3 separate regions of the Hordeum vulgare genome follow, and all the other regions are linked to region 1. A link is a contact called in public Hi-C data. All regions are on one chromosome and are shown on one strand. The core of a region is the stretch at or near the end of the contact, and the rest is flanking DNA. Distances in the headings are between cores, read along the strand shown. Region 1 holds the start of LOC123407526 (pentatricopeptide repeat-containing protein At3g14580, mitochondrial-like). Region 2 has its middle 21 kb from the start of LOC123412097. Region 3 holds the start of LOC123407628 (U-box domain-containing protein 35).

What was found. Hi-C and Micro-C count contacts between places; a contact is called where the count stands out from the background.
Region 2: a Hi-C map of leaf shows a contact between it and region 1, with 4 times the contacts expected there. The contact joins the enhancer-like site here to the promoter of LOC123407526 in region 1. A contact is called at or near these places in 2 of 6 Hi-C or Micro-C datasets (both in leaf).
Region 3: a Hi-C map of leaf shows a contact between it and region 1, with 5 times the contacts expected there. The contact joins the promoter of LOC123407628 here to the promoter of LOC123407526 in region 1. A contact is called at or near these places in 4 of 6 Hi-C or Micro-C datasets (leaf and seedling) and 1 of 1 datasets of contacts at active chromatin or transcription factors (embryo).

What each region holds. Positions count from the first base shown.
Region 1 is chr7H:128,945,326-128,949,656 of MorexV3_pseudomolecules_assembly, reverse strand. It overlaps LOC123407526 (pentatricopeptide repeat-containing protein At3g14580, mitochondrial-like), which reads right to left and starts at 2,448. Exons shown (of 4, transcript XM_045100686.1): 1 at 710-2,448; 2 at 561-590; 3 at 110-376. The coding sequence starts at 2,233. The coding sequence ends at 1,142. TRNAR-CCG (a tRNA gene) reads left to right here and starts at 2,543; the gene lies at 2,543-2,615. LOC123407525 reads right to left here. Exons shown (of 10, transcript XM_045100679.1): 10 at 4,069-4,331. The coding sequence ends at 4,231.
Region 2 is chr7H:129,391,622-129,395,952 of MorexV3_pseudomolecules_assembly, reverse strand. No RefSeq gene overlaps it. Among protein-coding and RNA genes, the nearest start is that of LOC123412097, 21 kb to the left of the region's middle. Within about 2 kb of position 2,077, at least 3 of the 3 cell types and tissues checked have open chromatin away from gene starts, as enhancers often do. A contact at or near this core is called in leaf, where this site is marked.
Region 3 is chr7H:129,224,603-129,228,933 of MorexV3_pseudomolecules_assembly, reverse strand. LOC123407628 (U-box domain-containing protein 35) reads right to left here and starts at 2,086. Exons shown (of 4, transcript XM_045100799.1): 1 at 1,581-2,086; 2 at 84-202. The coding sequence starts at 1,902.

The sequences.
Region 1 (4,331 bases), core at 1,199-3,698:
TCTGTTGTCACCGCCGGCCATAGAAAAACTGATTATCTAACATGAAACGAATGATCCCTAACAGAAATCCACACGAAGAGAGAGGGAGACGAGATGGTATGATTATTACCTTGGAGATAGTCGCACTTCTCGGCATCCTTGCGGGCGACGTCAAGAACAGAGTCGATGAGCTGAGCGCCCTCGGTGTAGTGGCCCTTGGCCTAGTTGTTGCCGGTGAGCTCAAAGCCATGGCCTTGCAGATTCCATCTCTATATGGACTCAATTCTTATCTTGAAACCAGATCTACGGCAACTTGAGTAAAGAGATTAATGTTTACTCCAAGAGATGATCAGCTTATAAGCCCCAAAAGATAAAAGTTGGGAAGATGGTTATGAACCTAGGAACAGAATTATATTAGTATTAGGACAAGTTAAACAATTAAACAGTCAAGGAAAGAGAAAAGGAGCTATTAAGGGACATTCTGTCTCACCGAGAAGGTGAGAACAATGTAAGAACTGCATCACAAACAACATGATGTTCTGCGCTTAAAGGGTACTCGTATATAAAAGGTGAACAGCTACCTCATGGCATGCATCTTTCATACTGTTTGCCTGGAATTCAATAGCAGTACGGTCCAGAGAAACGAAAAATGTCACACATTTCAAATGTCAGACATACAAAAAATTGTCATATTGAGTTGTAACGAAAGAACATAATGTCATGAGCTTACCAATATTTTCACATTTAAACTGGAGGAATGCGGAGCCTGCACTATGTTGAAATCAGAGACAAAACCAACAGGCTACCAAGGTATACAAGTATATAAATGTTGGCTAAAGGGGGAAGAGCCCCTCCTTTAACTGTCCGTTAGTTAGGTAGAAAATGAGACTTCCCTGCGGGTTGGACATGGGTGGGCGAGCTCACACCCATGAGCTTCAAGCCAACCGAGCTAGCGCTCAGTTCTCAAGTACATCAGTATATGGGTCATCAGTAAACAGAACTTGGTCGTTCTGAGACCCGATATTGCTAAATCCCCATACGGAAAAAGATCTGGCTTCAATATGCAAATCCACGCAGAAAGCAGGTTGGTTCACTAGTTCCAGTAACAAAATAATCTCATTGCTCAAGTGTATTGTCAGGTCCACGGGCATGAACATACATTTCAGCATAAGGATGTAAGAAGTTTTGTCCAAGTACTCATCCGAGGAACAAAACCTTGGTCCACCATTTGCTTCAAGACATGATGTGCATCATCTAAGCAGTTAACACTACAGAAGCCATCAATTAGCAGCTTGTAAGATGAGAAACTAGGTCTCAGACTTTCAGCACTCATCATACCAACCAGGTCCTTCGCCTCCACAAAGTTCTTTGAGGCCACAAGGCCATCAAGAAGTACCTGATAAGTCCCTGAATTAGGATGGCAGCCCTGAGACGACATCGACTTGAACAGATCATATGCAGAGGTCACCCTTCCCTCTCTGCAGAGACCAGATACCAATATATTGTAAACAACCGTATCCGCATCGATTTCCTCCTTGCGCATTCTCTCAAACAGCTCGAACGCCTCATCCACCCGGCAGTTCCGGCAGAGGAAATGCATCAGGGTCGAATAGGTCATCGCATTAGGCCGGCAGTCCTGCTTCGGCATCTCATCCAGCAGCGAAAGGGCCTCGTTGAATCTCCCAAATTGGCACAGCCCCTTGATAAGGATGTTGAAGCAGCAGGTGTCCAGTTCCACGCCCAGCCTGGGCGCGCTGGAGTACACCTCGTGGACAACCTCGTACTGCCGCCTGCACACGAGCATGTGGAGCACATAGTTGAAGGTCTTGGTGGACGGCCAGCAGCCGTACTCGGACATCGCGTAGAGCGTCTCCATGGCCTTCTCGGGGTGGTTGGCCACATTGCCGTACATCTTGATGAGCCTGTAGAAGAAGTCGTCCGAGAACCTGAACCGCTCGGCCCTCGCCCTGGCCAGCAGCTCCTCCACGTCGCCGAACCGCCGGGCGCCGGCGAGCCGGTCGATCATCAGGCCGTAGAGGGCCTCGCTGGGCTTGTAGTCCCTCCGGGCGCAGGCCTTCCTGAAGACGCTGGTTATCAGAGCGGCGTCCCTGATGCTCGCGAAGATCTTGAGCACCTCGTTCGGGGCGAGCCAGTCCCTGTGGTCCAGCCGGCCGATCCAGTGGCCGTCGTCGCAGGCCGTGGAGCGCAGCCTCAGGAATGGGGGAACCGCGCGCCGCGCCAGGGGTCTCGACATGCTGCCGCCGGGAAGTGGGAATCGGATGGGGGCGGGGCTGGACTACTCGAGAAGTGGTTGGAGAGTTTATCGGGGAGGTGGGGGTGTGCGTGGCAAGGAAGGAGGTGGACTGCGCTGGGGGAGGTTCGGTGGCCGGCGGCGAATGGGTGAGGACTGAGGAGAAGAGAGGCGGAGGCGGAGGCGTCGCTGGGCGGCGGCGATGTGCGCCTAGTAGCATGGTGGGCCTTGGGCTCTTTCTTAGGGAAAGCCCAACTCGTGTGGTTTGTGTAAACTAATATATAAACTATATTATGAGACATCTCACAACATGACCGCGTGGCCTAATGGATAAGGCGCTCGCCTCCGGAGCGGGAGATTCTGGGTTCGAGTCCCAGCGTGGTCGTTCAATTTTTTTCTTTTTTTTCTTTTCTTTCTTTTCTTTTCTTTTGTTTCCTGAATTGATTTAGACTTAAGAAAGCTTTAAACAGTTAAGATACTTTTGTGGTCAGTCTCCCTCGCTAGTCTTCCCTTCACATTTTTCTTATGATTTGTGATCTTCATAATTAACAATGCCTCGGCTCCGGTCAATAGTTTATGTTAGTGTTTTTTCATTGCTGGTTTCAATGGTAAAGGGCGAATCCTTGCCATTTTCCATTTATATAATTGCATTGAGGATACGCGCCACCAACAACCAAGTAGTAACACATTTCGCATCACTAACCTCATAAGTTCTATCCGTATTGAATCGACACAGCTTTTTTTTTTTGAGACAAGAATCGACACAGTTGTTGCAGCACTAATCTAATTTCGATTTCAATGGGCTGAGGGTGTGGGCCCAAACACACAAGGAATCCAAAGAAAATGTCTCCAGTCTTTGGTATTCACTTTGTGCGTTCGGTTTATTCGGTTTACATGGCTCGATTTATATGTTTTTCAGTTTGAACAGTATTAATACTTCGGTAAATACGGTATGAATTTTAGATACGGTTCGGTTTCGATATATACCAAATTATTTTGGCATGAATTGGTATATACCATAAAAATCAAAGTTTACACGAATTGGAAAGTGACACATAACAATTTACAAATTTGTGACTCAGTTCACATATTCTTTTATACAAAGAGTATATAACTATATGCAAGTGTATATGCATGCATGTATTCAATGGTCATGGACGTGCTTGGAATTCTTTTCACGAGAAATATGACTATGTTACAAGAAACATAGATGCGCTTAACAGGAAATCTAGCTTTTGTCCAAAAAATAACTACTTGTATGGTTATTTGCCCCAAGATATATAAATATGTTTTTTATTTCGGTTTATTCTGTTATCCATTCGGTTTTTTTATATATACCATAAAAACCAAAATTCAAAACAGTATGAAAAGTTCATAGTATATCGGAACCATAAACCATAAAAACCATAAAATTGGTTCGGTTCAATTTATATTCGCTATGGTTTTTCAGATCGGTTTTAAAATGCACACAGTGATTTGATATGCACTCCCGGGCAATCAGTAGTGATTTGATATGCACTCCCGGGCAATCAGGGAAGAACGGTATATTTCTTTTGTCTTTCTGAATCATTATAGGGACCAGTTCTTTTGCTGGCTTGTAGAATGAGCTGGAATAAGGTCAACCAAATTATTATTTTGGAAGTCTCCTAGTTAAGACTTGACTAATAGGCTTTTAAAAATATATTTTTGGTTGGGTTTCTAAAAGCCCAGAAAAGCCACCAAAATAACTATGCCTAGGATTTCCTTTATGCATATATTATTATTATCAAGGTGTCAAAATAACATGGCATGTGACCTAGTGCAACCTAAGAAATGGAGCATATGATTCAAATCTCCCGGAAAGAAAAACCTTTTTGAATACACTCCTCAATTCTATGGCCGTGGTTTTTATAGGGAACAAAAGGAAAGAGATACACCAACTGTACAGGAACATTCGGCCAAGGAGAACCTCCAGGCTAAGCTAGCTCATACAATTCGTGTGTGTGCGACAGCAGCTGTTCTCATGTGAATGGGTAGAAGTTGGGGAAGAGCAAACTGCCCAGAAGAATATAAGCAATGAAGTAAACGATGATGAAGTATCCCCATCTCTTGTACGAGCCGC
Region 2 (4,331 bases), core at 828-3,327, 450 kb before region 1:
TTCAAGTGAGTGTTACTATACACACATTCTATTTTTGCTTACTCGATGTTATTATAAGTGTACGTATAATTGCCTCGTTATGCGTGCGCATGTTCCACTTTATTTTGTTAATCATTATACCTGACAAAGGACAAGTAATAGTCATGGACCTGAAATGCACACCCCTCACTGAATGGACGAACATGCAGCAATGCCTCCAGAAGTAATTTCAATCATTATGGCACTACATCGGCAACTTTCGTTCATTTCCTGATAGCAACATGAATTAATACATAACTCCTTTATTCATTTCCTTTTCTTGGCAGGGCTTGAAAACGGTTCACCGCCAAGACTCGGGGTGATTGAAAGCCAGAGCTTACATTTAAACAAATAAATGTAAGTAACTACTAGCTAGATCCGCGCATCTCTTTATTCTAGTTTCAATACCATTACAATTCTTGATTATGTTTTTGATTGAACTCTGTTCTCGTAAAGTGCTTGAGGGAGGAACACGAGAACAATTTATGTGGATACTATGTTTGCGAGTTCATTCGCCAGACGACCCATGAGAAGGGCAAAACACGAGACATCAAAAAATCGAAGTACGATAAACAATACTCACATCTTTATTTTATTACCGTGAATTGTGTTCGGTTTCATTGAAATATATATTGACCCATTCTTTAAATTAGATCGAACGGTTGCGGGACGGTCTTCTACCACAGGAACGTGTACGAGCAATTCAAGAGGAAGTTGCCAGATTCTTTGATGCAGAGGTCCTAGATCCCAAGGGAGAATACTATTGCCATTTGATGGAAAAGATATGAAATGATATAGTGTAAAGGAGATGCATATATGTGCATGTAACTCGTGTCTACATTTTGTAATTACGTTCGACAAAGCACGACGGATATGAGATGGTGTAATATATTCGTGACGATGTGCAATATAGTTGTTTCTTTATTGTTGTGTATGTGCAATCCAATTTAATGCAAAACAAAAATTAAAAAATGCCCAAAAGAAATAAATGGAAAAATAGGGAACAGCAAAATAGCCCCATCCAATTTAGTGCAAAACCCTAAACCCAAAAATTTCTTAAAAATAACAGCGAAGAAATAGCCCCGGTTCGTAATACGAACCGGGACTAATACCCCTCCCCCCTCGCTCCCCGCCCCGCCACGTGGAAGGCCATTAGCCCCGGTTCGGGGCCGAACCGGGGCTAGCATTAGTTCCGGTTCGAGAACCGGGACTAATGGTCCATCCGAACCGAGGCTAAATGCCCTTTTTCTACTAGTGTAAGGAGTGCTGCGATTCAGTCCCTGAATTTGCTAGGGAAACCTCCCCGTTGTAGTAGCTCGAGCAAATATTCCCACTTGACGGTGTCGAAGACCTTGCGGATATCAAGCTTGAAGAAGAGGGCCGGAGTCTTGCTCTTGTGGAGTCGCCTAGCAAGGTTGCGAAACGTACATGAAATTATCATAGATGCTTTTTGTTTAAACATAGATTGTGAGTTGTGAGTTTGCCCCACAGGCCACCCTCCACGGCACAAGTTGGGAGCAGAAGACCCTTGGATGACACTGTATCAAAGATGATAGGCATTTTTCATTGCCAATGTGCAATGTTTTCCTTCAGGACTGTACCACATCTCTAGGTGTCGATTTCTTCAGCAAAATTTTCCAAACCGGGGACCATTTTCTTCAGCAGCAGCGTTCGGCCGCTGCGGCGGTTCATGAACATGCCCCGGTATCTATCTATCCAACCATCCACATTCATTGGATTGGACGCAAACAAAGTCGTAACGCCGTGTTTGATTTCGACGGCGGCACCACCGCAAAACCATACTATGTGTCTGCATGCTCACCACGTAATTATAATTAAATAAAGCCGTCTGATTAGGCCCGTCGCATCACGTGCTCTTTGGCAAATCATCAGAGGATGGATGGATGGATGCATTGGATGCCCGCCTTTCTAACTGTTGCATCGCGTTGCGTTCTCCAAGTGAGAGGATTTTTCTTCTCGGGATTCCAGGGTCCCCACATTGATCTTGGTTCGTCTCAGTAAGCCCAGCCCCCACAGATAACTCGTAAAACTCTGTGTGGTCACGTGGACATTGGCTGGCTGGCTCACTCTTCTCAGAACAATCTGCCTAGGCCACACACGCTAGTATGGGCTATGCTGATAATCTATGCACACTGACATCTTGCATAAGATACAAACGAGTTAAGATGCAAAGCATGCTGCTAAACGGATCTTGTTTTATCCTCGGAGCTTCGATGGTCCAAGGCGCGATGCGTGGGAATTTCGATTGGTTGAGACTTGAGACTCGGTGGGTTCAAGTCAACTCAAGTTGAGCAATGTTAGGACTTGTGAGTTACTAGAGGAGGCAATTAACCTGACTGAGATGTTAGCACCGTTTATGATGGTCCCGCTCTTAATGCTATGAACTGCTGTAGGCTGCTATCATCATCACCGCCCTGCATGACTATGATGCCGAACCCGCTTAATTCGCACACTGGTGCAACTCTAATTCATGGGGTCCAACTAAAATGGACCATGTCATGTTTACAAAGAGAAGGAAGGAAAAAACTCAATGGGCCGTGTCTTTCGCATTGTCACCACAAAAAAGTAATGTTTGCGCTGGGCCACCCTGAATGCCACTTGACAGCCGGCAGCACCTACTCGCTACTGCAGTGTGTGACTCTTATTGGTGATGTTTTGAGACGGTGGTCATTAACTTGGATTTGGTTTTAGAGTAGTAGGGTGTGTCAGTGAGAGGATAATGAGCATGTGGCCTTGCGCTCTGCTCGATCCGTTTGTGTTTTGTCATGACTGAGATGCGCTTTTTTTTAAAAGGAGGATGTACTCCGGTCTTTTCATCTAAACACCGTGAAGTCATTCTATTAATTATTTATAAGGATTATACAAGATAATACATTATTCAGTTTGGATCCGTCATTTAGCCAACACATATTGCTACTCCTATCCTCTTGATGAAGGAGTGTCAAATATTCGGACCTAATATCAAATACACATGGCATCAATACCTAACATCTATAGCAGGATGCTCCAACCCAGCCACATATCGGGACTGGGTCGACACACTTTCACTGCTGCCGCCATCTTCCGCCTGTCCATCTCCAGAGCAGGGACTGACGCATCGACCTTGCCTGGCCTGTCGTCGACGCCACCACGACGTCAGACAACGCCACCATCCTTCACGTGTCCATCCACACGCGCCCGTCGTCAAAACTCCGCAGCACCATGCCGTCGTGATCCGTCTTCGGCCCTGCGGTAGATGCAACACTGCTACTCGTCTTGTCCCCTCCATCCATCACTTGCTCCAAAATGATGCCCCCATAAGGAAAAGCGATATTGCAAACGACATCATCGTACGATCCGGAAGACCCAAATCTAGGGTTTCCCCTGGAGCATCCCGAGCCTGATGACGCAAACTGCAACGACGATGCCTCGACAAAGGAACGACATCAAAGACGTCACCATTGTTCGTCATGACCGTAGTTGGCGCGATTTTCATCGACAGTTGCGCCACTAGGCGCGCGATGCCGGCGTCATTGATCCCTTCAACGGAAGAGGGACTACGACACAAAAGCATTGCCATCGCTCGATCTTGAGGAAATCTAGGGTTTCCTCCGGAGTTGTGCGCGCTGTAATGGACCAGACAAGGGTAGAATCCCGACAGATCCGCCCAACTACCAACGTGCCGCACCCGCCACCGCGCCGACCGGAATCCAAGGACCAAGGCCCATGTTTGGACCGAGATCCGGCCGCGCCATCGCCGACCGATCTGGTCATGCCGCCGCCGTTCCTAGAGATCTCGACGCACCAGCCAACGTGGCCACCACGTGCACCAGAGCACGGCCCAGGCCAGCACAACCACGACACCACCACCAGCCACCCACCCCCCCGCCGCGCCCAAGGAGTGCATGACGCTCAGATGTGGTCGTCAGCCCCGACGGACCGCACCACGCGCCTGGGCCACCACGACAACACCGGCATGTGCCAGCAGCCCGCCATGGACCGCCGCTGCTCCCCGTCGTCGTACCTCACAGATCGGGCACACGCAGCCCCGCACCCAACAAGGAGGGGAGGAGAAGAATGATGGGCGCCAGGGAGAGGCCCCGTAGCCGCCCTCACCGGAGCTCGCCCGGGCTTCATCGGCGGAGCTCCTCCGACAGCAGAGAGACGAGAAGGGGAGGGGAGGAGGCCTGGCGGCGCTCGAGGGAGTCGACCCGTGTCGCCGGAGGAGGGTGGCGCGGGGTGTTTTTTCTCTCCTGACGGAATGCTTGAAAGTAAGTAAATGGTTTCTACTCTTAAAAATGGGGGAGAATTTC
Region 3 (4,331 bases), core at 837-3,336, 280 kb before region 1:
ACTATGAAATTTGGCATGTAAAGTGCAATAAGATTTTTATTTATTCATCAATTTATTGCAAAGAACTGATGCAGCCAGTTTACCTGAAAGTTGCGACAGTGGTCCAGAAATTTTTGCAGCATCTCTCGCCTCTTGGATCTCTCTTGGTTCATGTAAGTTTCTACCTGCTCTGGCGTTGCTTGTCTCTTAGGCATCATTCCTACTATTTCAGAAAATTGATGCCACATGTGTCAGATTCCTCACAACATAAAGACGCCTTTTAACGAAATCTTTATTGCTGTTCAGTAGTCAAATGATCAAATTCAGAAAATTCTGATATTTAGGACATAACTGTTAAAACCTACGTAGAAAAGTACGAACGGTAAAAATATTAAAGTATAATATATTTGTTTCTTGGACCTCATGATAAAGACCAAAAAAAGTGAAATAGTTATAAGCAAATTTGCCTATATATAAGTGCTGAATAAACTTTATAATAAAGGCTTTATTGGGTTTTCGTCTATAGGAAAAAGACCTATCAGGAATGGAATCTTAATGTCTTGGTTTGTTCACACTTCAGTGGCAGGCTAACATCAGAGACTGGTATGCGTCCTACTCTCCTCGGCATCCCAGGAACCTAACGCCTAAAGTTTGGCATCCCATATACTCCACATATCCAGTAGTCGTGAGCTAAAAAGTTTGATCTGATAGCTGAGAATATTTATTTTTTTTGTAAAATGATTGTGAATATATACTTGGAAAACGATACCTAGCACAAACACTATGCCTTTTCTCTACAAGGTCTACCAAAAGCATTCATTCTCTCCCTTTTGTGGCTATCATCAGACATGTACTTTGCCAAAGGAAAAACATTGGAGATGTAAGATGGTAACTCTAATCTCCTTTTTAAGCAAGAACCTGATAAGTAACAGCATCAAATTAACCATGTAGTTGTCCTTGGGAGAACATTATGTCCATCTAGTCAGTATAATTAACACTGACAAGTGTGAGTCCGACAACAAATCAATCCATGAAAAAGCACAGTGGGCCATATAATCAGTAAATGATTAACGAAAAGTGCGAGTCAGTGGATGAAAACCTAGGTCAGCATCATCAACAACACTTTAGAACTTCCTCGATTGCAGCTTCGCGACGGGCCGACTTTTCCAGTCGTTCTTCTTCACGGAAGCTCCAAAACCCCTAGCAGCCAGCCAGGTGTGGTGGACTGGCGGTGCCGCCTTTGAAAAGTTCCAATCATACAAGCCAAAAAATCCTCTTGAGGCCAGTCCAAGAACATGACCTTGTTTTCAACCACCCTTTTCTGGGACCAATTGGTGGTCGATCCAAGACCAGACTTGTTTCTACGTTCCTACCAACTGTTTCGGAATGTTAGCCGTCGATCTTAACGTAACACTTTGACTGCCAGTAACTTTTTACCTTTTCATTCATGTTGCAAAATCGTTACTGTTTTGATTGCCGCATGCAGGCAGCTGGTAAATGCTTGGATGGCTTCATCGATCTCACAATGCTAAGGTGAACAGACAGGAGAAAAGGTTTGATTCAGGAGGTAGTAAAGTGGGAGAAGAGGGTTGCTTGATTACATGGGGTGGGGATGGTGGCGACGACGGGGAAGACGTGCACAAGGTAGACGAAGCTCCGCGGCCTCGCGAGCCGCCGCAGCGCCCACGACAGCGCCGCCATGCTGGACCCGCCCTTGCCCACCGCCACGTACACGTCGTCGGCGTCGGAGGTGGCCGCTGCCCGGGGAGAAAGGCGAGGAGGCGGCCCGGCCGTCCGGTCTTCCGGCTCCAGCTCCTCTATCTCCCACGTGCTGTCGCCGTGATTGCTCGGGTGCAGGCCGGTGTCGTCGTCCTCGACGATGTCGACCACGCCGCGATGGTCGTCCCGGACGGCCTCGGCCATGCCTCGATCTTCCTGGCCGGCCTCCCTGATGGGACAGTAGTAGTAGCTAGCTCGTGGTGGGCGTGAGATGGAGCAATGGAGAGAAGGGAGGAGGAGGGCCTTGTCTTGTGTACTCTGTTTCGTCTCAAATGCGGCCAGTTGGAAGGGGCAAGGGGTCGTGTGTATATGTTCTAGTTTGACTTTTTCCTAAAGATTTGTATATCTATCTATATCTATACTCTATACCTAATAATAAAGCGGGTAGTAAAAAAACACACCACGGCATTTTTATAAAAAAGCCAATGTAATTTTTGTTATTCAACCCGCGCTTAATCATTTATCTACAACGTAAAAGGAAAAAACGGTTCGCTGCAAAAATTATACCCATACGCATCGCCTCCTCTCGTCGACCCTGGGCCACCCTGGCCTGTACCCAGGCCGCTGCCACACCACTCGCCGCCGCGGCCGACCTCAACCGCCACCGCTGCCGATCTCAACCCACCCGCCTCCGCGGTTGTACCTCTCCCCGCTCAGTGCCCCGTTGCGGCGCTCGAGCGCATCGCGTCGACCCTGGTCCACCCTGGCATGTGCCCAGGCCGCTGCCACACCACTCGCTGCCGCGGCCGACCTCAACCACCACTGTTGTCGATCTCAACCCACCCGCCTCCGTGGTCGTACCTCTGCCCGCTTGCTGCCCCTGTTTCGGCGCTCGAGCAGAGCTTCTGGATCAAATCAACGCGACAGCTACAGCGACTTGGGATGATGCGTCTGCTCGATGCAGAACGACGGCGGCGCGCGGATAAGGCGCGACGGAGCGAAGTACTTGCAGGTGGAGGCGGGCCTCCATGGCTCACACGGGGAACTCCGAGGTTATGGCGCGGCAACGGCGACTCCTTATGGCCAGATAGAGGCGCCTAACCCTTGCTCCCCTCATCGTATCCCCTCCTCCGGCAGGAACTCATCATCTGGTGAGATCCCCTCCCCATGCCTCCAACCGTGTGCCAAGCACCGGCAAGAAATTTTGTTTTGTGGAAATTTGTTTGCTGATGAATGAATGTATTAAATGTAAGATTGCATTGTTGTAGAGAGAGAGAATGGAACACCACCTTCAGTTTGTCATCTGATCCCACATTCTCTACCCCATGAGTGAAATAAGATAACAGTCCATTGATCAATTCACGTAGCCTCGTTGTTTTGCTTTGCTTGTCCCGCTCAATTTCTCATCATGGTGGAATTAACAATGGACGGGTTGATTTCTCAACAAAATAGGATAGGACTGACTACATTAGTTAGTTAGCTTATTATTTTAATAAATCAAAATGATTATAAAAAGATTAAAAATATGTGGTATTTTTTCTTCCATTGCAACGCACGGACCCTTTTGCTAGTAGTAATAAAAAGGTGCTAGTATTATTATTACAGAAAAATTAAAGTAGTATTTTCTAACGGTTTTGCTAGAACTCATCTAGCTGAGTTTTAATTAGAGTAAAATGCATTACAAGTACTAGAACTATCGAAGATGTGTCAAATTAGTCCTATAAGTTTCAAGCTGTAGTTTTTGGTCCTAAAACTATCGAGGTGCGTCAGTTTAGTCCTATTACTTTAAAACTATAGTTTTAGGTCCTAAAACTATCGGAGGCGTGTCACTTTTAGTCCTATGAATTCAAAAGTGCAGTTTTGGGTCACAAAACTATGTAAGTTTGCTCATCCCAGATCTTAAGCTTCATGACCAACATCCATGATGCATTTTTTTCAAACGAGCCCCTTATATGTATTTACTTCATAAAAAATGGCTCATACACTTTCATGTGGCAGTGTTTGCTCCAACCTGCACATCCATCGCCTGCGTGGCCATGAGCCGCAGGGCAGCCTCACTAAGAGGTTTGGAGCGGCTGCCAGGGAGACCCTGGGCCAGTTGACATGGAGGACGACATCCTTCTCCTTGGCGCGGCCACTGGGGCGATCCCGAGAAAATCTAGATGAAGGACTCCATCCCACTCACCCTCTCTCTCTCTCACGACAACCTTGTCATAGAGTTGGTCGTGCATGTTCTTGTTTGGGCACGAGCAAGGCCACATGTGGGGAATTGTCGTTGATGCCTGACGACGTAGAGGAGTGCCCGAAAGCCATAAAGCTAGCGCAAAAGTCAGTGAGAGTGATGCAGCCCCAACAAAAAACTCATGTGGGTAGCAATTGGACATTGTGTGAGTGCTGTTCTTCTACTGTTGGGTGAGGCTGAGATGACCGGTCTAACCTCCTCGCTGGATCTCAAGCCACCATGCCGCTAATGGCTTATGTATTGTTGTCTCTGAACATTCTATGCTTGGGAGAAGACAAGGATGTAAATATGAGGAGAAATAAAGTTCTAGTTTTTTTTGCATATTTACCTTTCATAAGTTAACCTGGTGGGTCAATTGGGTCAACATGGTCCAAGCATCTCCAAGGGTCTT